Regions from separate parts of the Ovis aries genome. Here region 2 is linked to region 1. Evidence: chromatin contacts called from public Hi-C data. All regions are on one chromosome and are shown on one strand. The core of a region is the stretch at or near the end of the contact, and the rest is flanking DNA. Distances in the headings are between cores, read along the strand shown.

The links. A called contact is a pair of places that touch in the nucleus more often than the background predicts.
Region 2: a Hi-C map of tail adipose tissue shows a contact between it and region 1, with 2.8 times the contacts expected there. The contact joins the promoter of SEC31B here to the promoter of PKD2L1 in region 1. A contact is called at or near these places in 5 of 16 Hi-C or Micro-C datasets (blood, hypothalamus, omental adipose tissue and 2 more).

The regions. Positions count from the first base shown.
Region 1 is chr22:21,016,710-21,020,628 of ARS-UI_Ramb_v3.0, forward strand. PKD2L1 (polycystin 2 like 1, transient receptor potential cation channel) reads right to left here and starts at 2,316. Exons shown (of 18, transcript XM_060405122.1): 1 at 2,215-2,316.
Region 2 is chr22:21,169,963-21,173,471 of ARS-UI_Ramb_v3.0, forward strand. SEC31B (SEC31 homolog B, COPII coat complex component) reads right to left here and starts at 1,993. Exons shown (of 24, transcript XM_060405131.1): 1 at 1,905-1,993.

The DNA of each region.
Region 1 (3,919 bases), core at 1,066-3,565:
TATCTACCCACCCCTAGCAAAGGGAGCTAATGTTTCCCCACCACATCACCCCCACCCTAATAGCCCCAGACTGGTACTCCTTTCTGAGCCTTGTGAAATAGGCTAAATATATCAACAAATATTAGTAGCTTGTCAAAGCACCCAGGCCAGTGCACAGGAATAGATGCTCAAAAACTTGCTAAATGAGTTTGTCTCCGGCCCATTCTCTCCTCTAACCAATCCTAGGGGCGCTTCGGTCAGGAGCCTCTCCTGAGCCCATCCCCCGCTTCATATGCAACGCTTATGCCCCGCTGCCATTAGATGCCACCCTGCCCAGCTGGCCGTTGTACTTTGTCCTGTTCCCTTTGGAAAGCTGCGAGCTCCCCGGGGGCAGCTTTGGAGCCTGGCTGCGTTCTCCACCAGCTCCCCACCCACCACCACTACCCCTGCACAACAGAACTAACAGTCAGCTGGGCACTGTGAAGGCTCGGTCAACACTCAGTCCTCAGGTGGATACACTGGCTCAGAGGGAGAGGCTGCGGGGGAAGCACTGAGGGAAGCCTGACTTGGGACACAGACAGCTGCCCTCTGGCCCGTGCAGCCCTGCTGTACCCAGCTCAACTGCTGTGTCAGTGCAAAGCGGGGTGACATCAGCTGTGGAAGGGGTTACAATCGGGCAAAGGGAAGGGCAGGGGAGAGCAGGCCAACCGCCTGTGGAGGCTAGAGGCTGGATCAGCTGGGGAGAGGGTGCCTCATGGGGGCTGGGTTCAGGTAGGGGCCTGCAGGGAACAACAAGGAGGGAGGGAGAGATACAAAAGAGAGGGGCTGAGGGCATGGAATGGTTAAGTCCTCTAACCTTCCACCTGTAGGAGAGAGGGAAAATTGATTTGGAATTCTGGAAGACAGTGAGACTCCCCCTTAGCCACTATACGAAGCAAGCGGGGTATACCTCTCTCTGACCACAAAAGCAAGGCTGGGGCAGGCGCTCTCTTCTCCATTCAGCGCAGAACAGAGTCAGGGCAAGAAAGGCTTTCCTTCCAGCTCATGTATTTGTTATTGGAGGCCCTGGGCCTGTCCTTCTTGCTGCCCACCACAGATGAAATGCTCACGTAGGGGATACCTTCCCTGGCTGGGGTAAGAGCCCTGGTGAAAAGTCAGGCCACCACAGAAACTGCCAGCCTGGCCCCAGTCCCATGATCTGTCCCTGGGTGTCACCTCCCCAGGGTGTCAGTGAGATCACCAGCCTGGACCTCATCCTAAGAAGACCTTTGTCCCCAAGTCTCGCATGCCCAGACTGTTAGCCCCTGGTCCCACACTCTTCCCATTAACTGCACCCAGTAGCATTCACTCTGATCTGCAGACATAGGCCCAGTTCCCAGAGATAGGCAGGAATTAGTTGGTAGAGGCGCCAAATCTCCCCCACAACCCCCCACTGGGGACACGAGCTGCATATGGCTGTATGTGCGTACACACAGGCATGCACACTTACACACTGCTGTTCTCGGCCTGACGGGAAAATCTGGGGAAGGAGGGCTGCGGCGAGGTAGATCACAGCTCTGGGGATGGTGTAGACACACAGACACACAGTCAAACAGGGAGCTGGCTGGAAAAGCGCCCCAACCTCTCCTCAACTAGGGTCACACAGCACAAGACCTTGCACCATCTCTCTGGCCTGGGTCCTTGAAGGAGCGTATTTCAGGTCCTAATCAGCAGAGTGTCAGTTTTGAATCTCTCTTCCTCTTCTGGGCCTCTAAACTTGTCAACTGCCCTTCTCCACATCCATCCCTTGGTACCTTGAGACTCAACACTGCCACCTCCTCCAGGAAGTCTCCCCTGATTCTCCCAAGCTGGTCTGGTATGTGCCTCTCCCTGGAGTCCATAGCACCCTGTGCTAAACACCGTCATCCAGAGTTATAAGGATCTCTACTACTACGGTGAGTTGCCCAAGGTCAGGATCTCCTTATGACTTAAGCACTTGCCACTGTGCCTGGAACCATGTGGCACTCCATATTCATTGAATGAAAGAGCTGATATATTTATGGAAGTGCAGGGTCTCCACCCCTTGTTTTACTCAATCTCCCCCAGAAGCCAGTGGGTGCCCAGAATGCAGACCAGCCTGGTCCCCACTCCTCTGGGCAGGAGGAAGGGAGCTCACTGATGCTAGCTCTCCTGGCTGTCTGTGACTCAGCTTGGACCATGAGACAGGAAGGAGCCCGTAGCCCAGGAGGGTCCTACCTCTTGTCTCTGCACAGAGAACAGGCCAGGGACAGCCCCAGGCCAGATGCGGGTGCTGACTTCCAGCCGTTCTCCACATTGCCAGGTCCCACGGAAAATCTTGAGGTCAGGGGGGTGATGACAGTCTGCACAGCTCTGGCCTCTTGCCCTGATGTCACAAGGTCATGGGCAGTATGGAAGGACAGTGACGTGGGGCGGGCTGGATCACACCTTGTCTCAACGTGCTTGTTTGAGCAAGCAGACACTTTAATCTCAGGATCTGAGGGGCTGAAGAGAAGCCTTGGGTACCTGTCAGGCACTGGGGAGGAAATGAGCCTAATTACTATCATCATCGGGTAGGCCGTTAGGTCAAGGAAATGTATTGTCTCTGCCTATGTGTGCGTGCGCTGTCACGTGCGACTCTTTGTGGCCCCATGGACTGCAGCCCACCAGGCTCCTCTGTGCATGGGATTCTCCAGGCAAGAATCCCGGAATGGGTTGCCACTGCATGCCATCTCCTCCTCAGGGGATCTTCCTGACGCAAGGAACCGGTTCTGGAATCTTGTTATTTTCCATATTCTCAAGTGTTGGCTTATTTCCCAAGCGGGGTTATCCACTGTGTCACCCCACTGCCTACTACACAAAGGGAAAGAAAGCTGAAACCTACTATGCTGTGATGTGGCCAGCTACAAAGCAACAGGGAGCCAGTATCCTAACACCCAGGGCTCCCGGGTCTTCAGAACAAGGACGCTGGAGGCTTCGCCCTGGATCCAGAAAGCAGAGAGACACTCATAAACCGACAAAATCACCAGCATGCAACGTACAGCCCCTACATTTCAAAACCTTTCCCCTGGCCATGTGGAGTCCACAGAGGGACTGTCCTGACAATGTGGCAGCTGGTTCTGTAGCCAAGAATGACTCACAGTCATAGGAGGTGAAAAAGGGAGAAGGAAACTTGCCTCACAAGTCTGCTTCTTCCTGAAAGCTTTGGGCTTGGGCCACTCTCCCCACCCCAACACCTGAAGGACTCCCCCTCCAGGAGGATCATGGCCTCCCATGGAAGCCTACTGCCCTCCCACTGGGCTGCTTAGTGTGGGACACCCAAAGCCAAGCTCGGAGAGGCCAGGTCACTGAAGAGAGGCCTTCACACAAGGGGAAGAGCTGATGCCAAGCTGAGAAGCACCTCTATGTCCCAGAAGTATCTCTCTCTCTCCTGATAGCGACCTGCTTGCCTGGGTGGGGTCATGCTCTTTCTTGTCATGTGGGTGGGGAAAATCTTTGCCTTCTCAGCAGTGGGAAGAGGTGGGAAAGTCCTCTGAACTGTCCTCCCTTTTCTTTTTTTTTTTTTTCCTCCCTTTTCTTAAGAATCCCTGTAAGTCAGAGGTCAGGTAAATGCAAGAGCACAATTATGGGGGAGAGTTCAGCTGCCAGCTCCTGAAGGCTAAAATGAAAGAGCAAGGGCACAGAACCTCCTCACCGCTGGTAGAGGTCAAGAAAGGATAGAGGCCAGGTGAAGAGACTCAGCAGTTCTGGTGAGTTCTGCCTGTAGGCTGTCCCTTGCAACTACCTGCAACCTAGAAATGAACCTCACCCAGTAGTGATTGTCTACTTTGTGTCCAGCCCAGGAACCAGGACAGCAAGTCCTGAGTACACATTTGTATCCCAAAGGGGAACCAGAAAAGTCATAGCTAAATGGGAACCCAGTCCAGAAAGAGGCCACAAATAT
Region 2 (3,509 bases), core at 743-3,242, 150 kb after region 1:
TCTTTCCCTTCTAATCTATCATTAAGTCTTTCAGATTTTACCTCCAAAATATATCTTAATCTATTTTTCTCCATCTTCACCACCACTACGCTATTTGAAGACACTATCATCTATCCCCTAGATTACTGGTTATCTCCCTGCTGCTCATCTCCAACACCCAATTCTTTCTTTGCATAGAGCAAGAGTAAACTTTTAAAATAAAAAATAGGATTTTGGTATTCCATGCTTAATGTTTTTCAGTGGCTTCTATCACTCAATAAACACAAACCCCCTTGAGTCCTGCTCACAACTACCACCTCAACTTCCTCTCTTGCTGCTGCTGCTGCTGCTGCTGCGTCGCTTCAGTCGTGTCCGACTCTGTGCGACTCCATAGACGGCAGCCCACCAGGCTGCTACTCTCCCCCTTACTTATTGGGTTCCATCTGCATTAGTCTTTTCTTTTAATTTCTTGGCTTTTCCCCACTTTAGAGCTTTGTAAATTAGGTTTGCTATACCTTGAAAGCTTTTCATTTAATTCTCTGGATAAGTGGTTCCTTATCACATCTTTCAGGGCTCAGCTTCTCACCTCCTCAAGGAGGTGAGTCATCCAATCCAAAATAGTATTTTTTGCTTCTTAGCAATTTGTAACTGTATATTCATTTACATCTACATTGTTGGTGTTGTACACTAATAAGCAAACTCCATGAAAGCTGCTGCTGTCTGCTTTGTTCACCATGTTATACCTAGTATCAGAACAATGTCTAGCACAGTCAGTGTTTGATAATATTTTATGAATGAGTGCAGACATCTATTTTAACTCGGGTTTCCAAACCAATTCTAACATATACTCAAGATGCCATTCCAACAGGCTAGCAAAGCAGCTGCTGCTGCTAAGTCACTTCAGTCGTGTCCGACTCTGTGCGTCACAAAATCAAAAGTTTTATTACTTAATCTCAAATGTACTGTCCAGCTTGAAGAAAGCTTAGGGCTGCCAACTCAACCAAGACTTCCCGGACACCTCTAAACACTTGAGGCTACAACAGGACTCCTCTGACGAGATTGCACATCATACCATACGGTCACCAGTGCCACCTGCTGGTCAAGATCATTTTCACGTTTCTGGAGAAAAGTCTCTTAAGTGGGAGCTACAATTAGCTCAGTGCACTTAACGTGTACCTCCCATTTAATTCTAACAGTGGTTCCGTGTGGTCAGTAGTTACTATCTCCATTTTACAGGAAAGAAAACTGGCTAGGCCAAGCTGTGAACCCCAACCAGCCTTCAGAGCCCGTTGCTTTTAACCAATATACCAGTCTAAAGTAAACTCCATAGTGTTTAAATCCCAGACAGCCTACAAATTGAGAAGATAGGCTTGTCATGATGGCAAAAATGGTCCCCGATACGGTCAGAATGGCGGGGCCTGGAAGCGTCAAAGGTGGGAAGAGCTATGATCAGGCAACCAAGAGCTGGGCACACTGGTGCAGTGAAGGGGGAAAGCCAGCTTTCCTTAGCTGTCCACTCCCTCTGGAGGACGGTCGGCCTTCCCCGCGGCTCACCGGCGTCAGCACCGACGGGCGTTGTCGCCCGGGCGGGACGCACAGACCCGCGGCCGGCTCTGGGCCCCGGACAGGTCAGGGCCCAGGGCTGCTGAGGGAGGCGCGAGGGCAGCGCTGGAGAGAGATCGTCGTCGGGCTGCGGGGCCCGGGCGCCGCAGGGAGAGTGAGCAGGCGGCAGTCCGAGAGCAGGGCGGACATCGTGGGGTTCCCCTGAGAGGCACACCGGCCGGAGCCCCCGGGCGGGAGCCTGACCAGCAGGGGTCTCCGCCGAGGGCGAGCGCCCCCCGGCACTCCTGCGAGAGGGACCGCGCTCTGGTTCCTCGGCGCGCCTTCTGCTCTCAGGAGCCCCGGGATAGGCGGGGAAAACCAACCTGCGCGGAAAGCCCAACTCAAGGGTCCGGCGCCGCAGAGCTGGAGTCGGGAGCCGGTTCCCTCAGGGCTTTGGAGCTCCGCGGGCGCTGTCGACGGCGGCTGCAAAGGGCCAAAAGTAGTCCAGGCCGCGGGCGCCGCCGCCCACAGGCGCCGCTCGACGCCAGGCCCAGGACCTGGACAACCCGCGGAGAATGTTCCCTCGTGGAAATATAGCTTTTAGTGGGGCTTCCCTCACCTGTCCTGTGATTCGCAGTGGGTCAGATCCCGCGACTGTTAAAGTTTTGGTGTCTTTTCCCTCTGAAAAGGGAAAATACTAATTAAGCGGAAAAGACCTGGTCCTAGCTCCAGGAGCGCTCTGTGGAATCCACTTAGCTGAAAAGGTGAAAAGCAATCTAGGCCAGGTGGAGCTGGCGATAACCCGCCTACCAATGCAGAAGACGTAAGAGACGCGGCTTCCTTCTCTGGGTTGGGAAGAGTCCCTGGAGAAGAGCATAGCAACCCACTCCAGTATCCTGTGGACAGAAGCACCCAGCGGGCTACAGTCCATAGGGTCACAAGGAATCGGACACGACTGAAACAACTTAGCCCGCATAGGCCTTAATAGCAGAGTGACTTTGTGAGGCGGACCAAAAACTGGTGCTCCCAAACGTTGGTTGAACTAATTCAGGGCTGTAGATGGGCGGAGAGCGAGGTACCGTAGACCAGGGGCTGCTGCTGCTGCTAAGTCGCTTCAGTCGTGTCCGACTCTGTGCGACAACATAGACGGCAGCCCATCAGGCACCCCCGTCCCTGGGATTCTCCAGACAAGAACACTGGCTGCTGCTGCTAAGTCGCTCAGTCGTGTCCGACTCTTAGCGACACCATGGACTGCAGCCCACCAGGCCCCTCCGTCCATGGGATTTTCCAGGCAAGAGTACTGGAGTGGGGTGCCATTGCCTTCTCCAATGCATGAAAGTGAAAAGGGAAAGTGAAGTCGCTCAGTCCTGTCCAACTCCTCACGACCCCATGAACTTCAGCCTACCAGGTTCCTCCGTCCATGGGATTTTCCAGGCAAGAGTACCAGGGTAGGTTGCCATTGCCTTCTCTGAGACCAGGGGCTACCCAGAAGGTATCAGAGACCAGACAGGTGTTAACACGTTGAAGTTTCAAGAAGATAGGTGATGTCCCAACAAGGAGAAAGGGGCCCAACAGACTGATACTGTGAATGAAAGTGGCTACAATTGGGGAACTGGGAATTCCCAGATTCCCACAATTACAGATTGTGGAATACTAATTCCACTCTGCAGGTAATTGGGAGTTACTGAAAATTATAAGTAGATGTGGTAGCTCAGGGGTAAAAAAGCTGCCTGTTAATGCAGGAGACTCTGGTTTGATCCTGAGTTGGGAAGATCCCCTGGAGAAGCAAAAGGCAACCCACTCCACTATTTTCTTGCCTGGAAAATACGATGGATAGAGGAGGCTGGCAGACTGTAGCCCAAGGGGTTGCGAGAGTCGGAAACAACTTAGTGACTGAACAACATGCAGTAAGATTATATCACTAGTGATCTGGATCCCCTTGCAGAGAGAACAGAGCTGGAGGCAGGGAATCAAATTAGGAGGCTAAC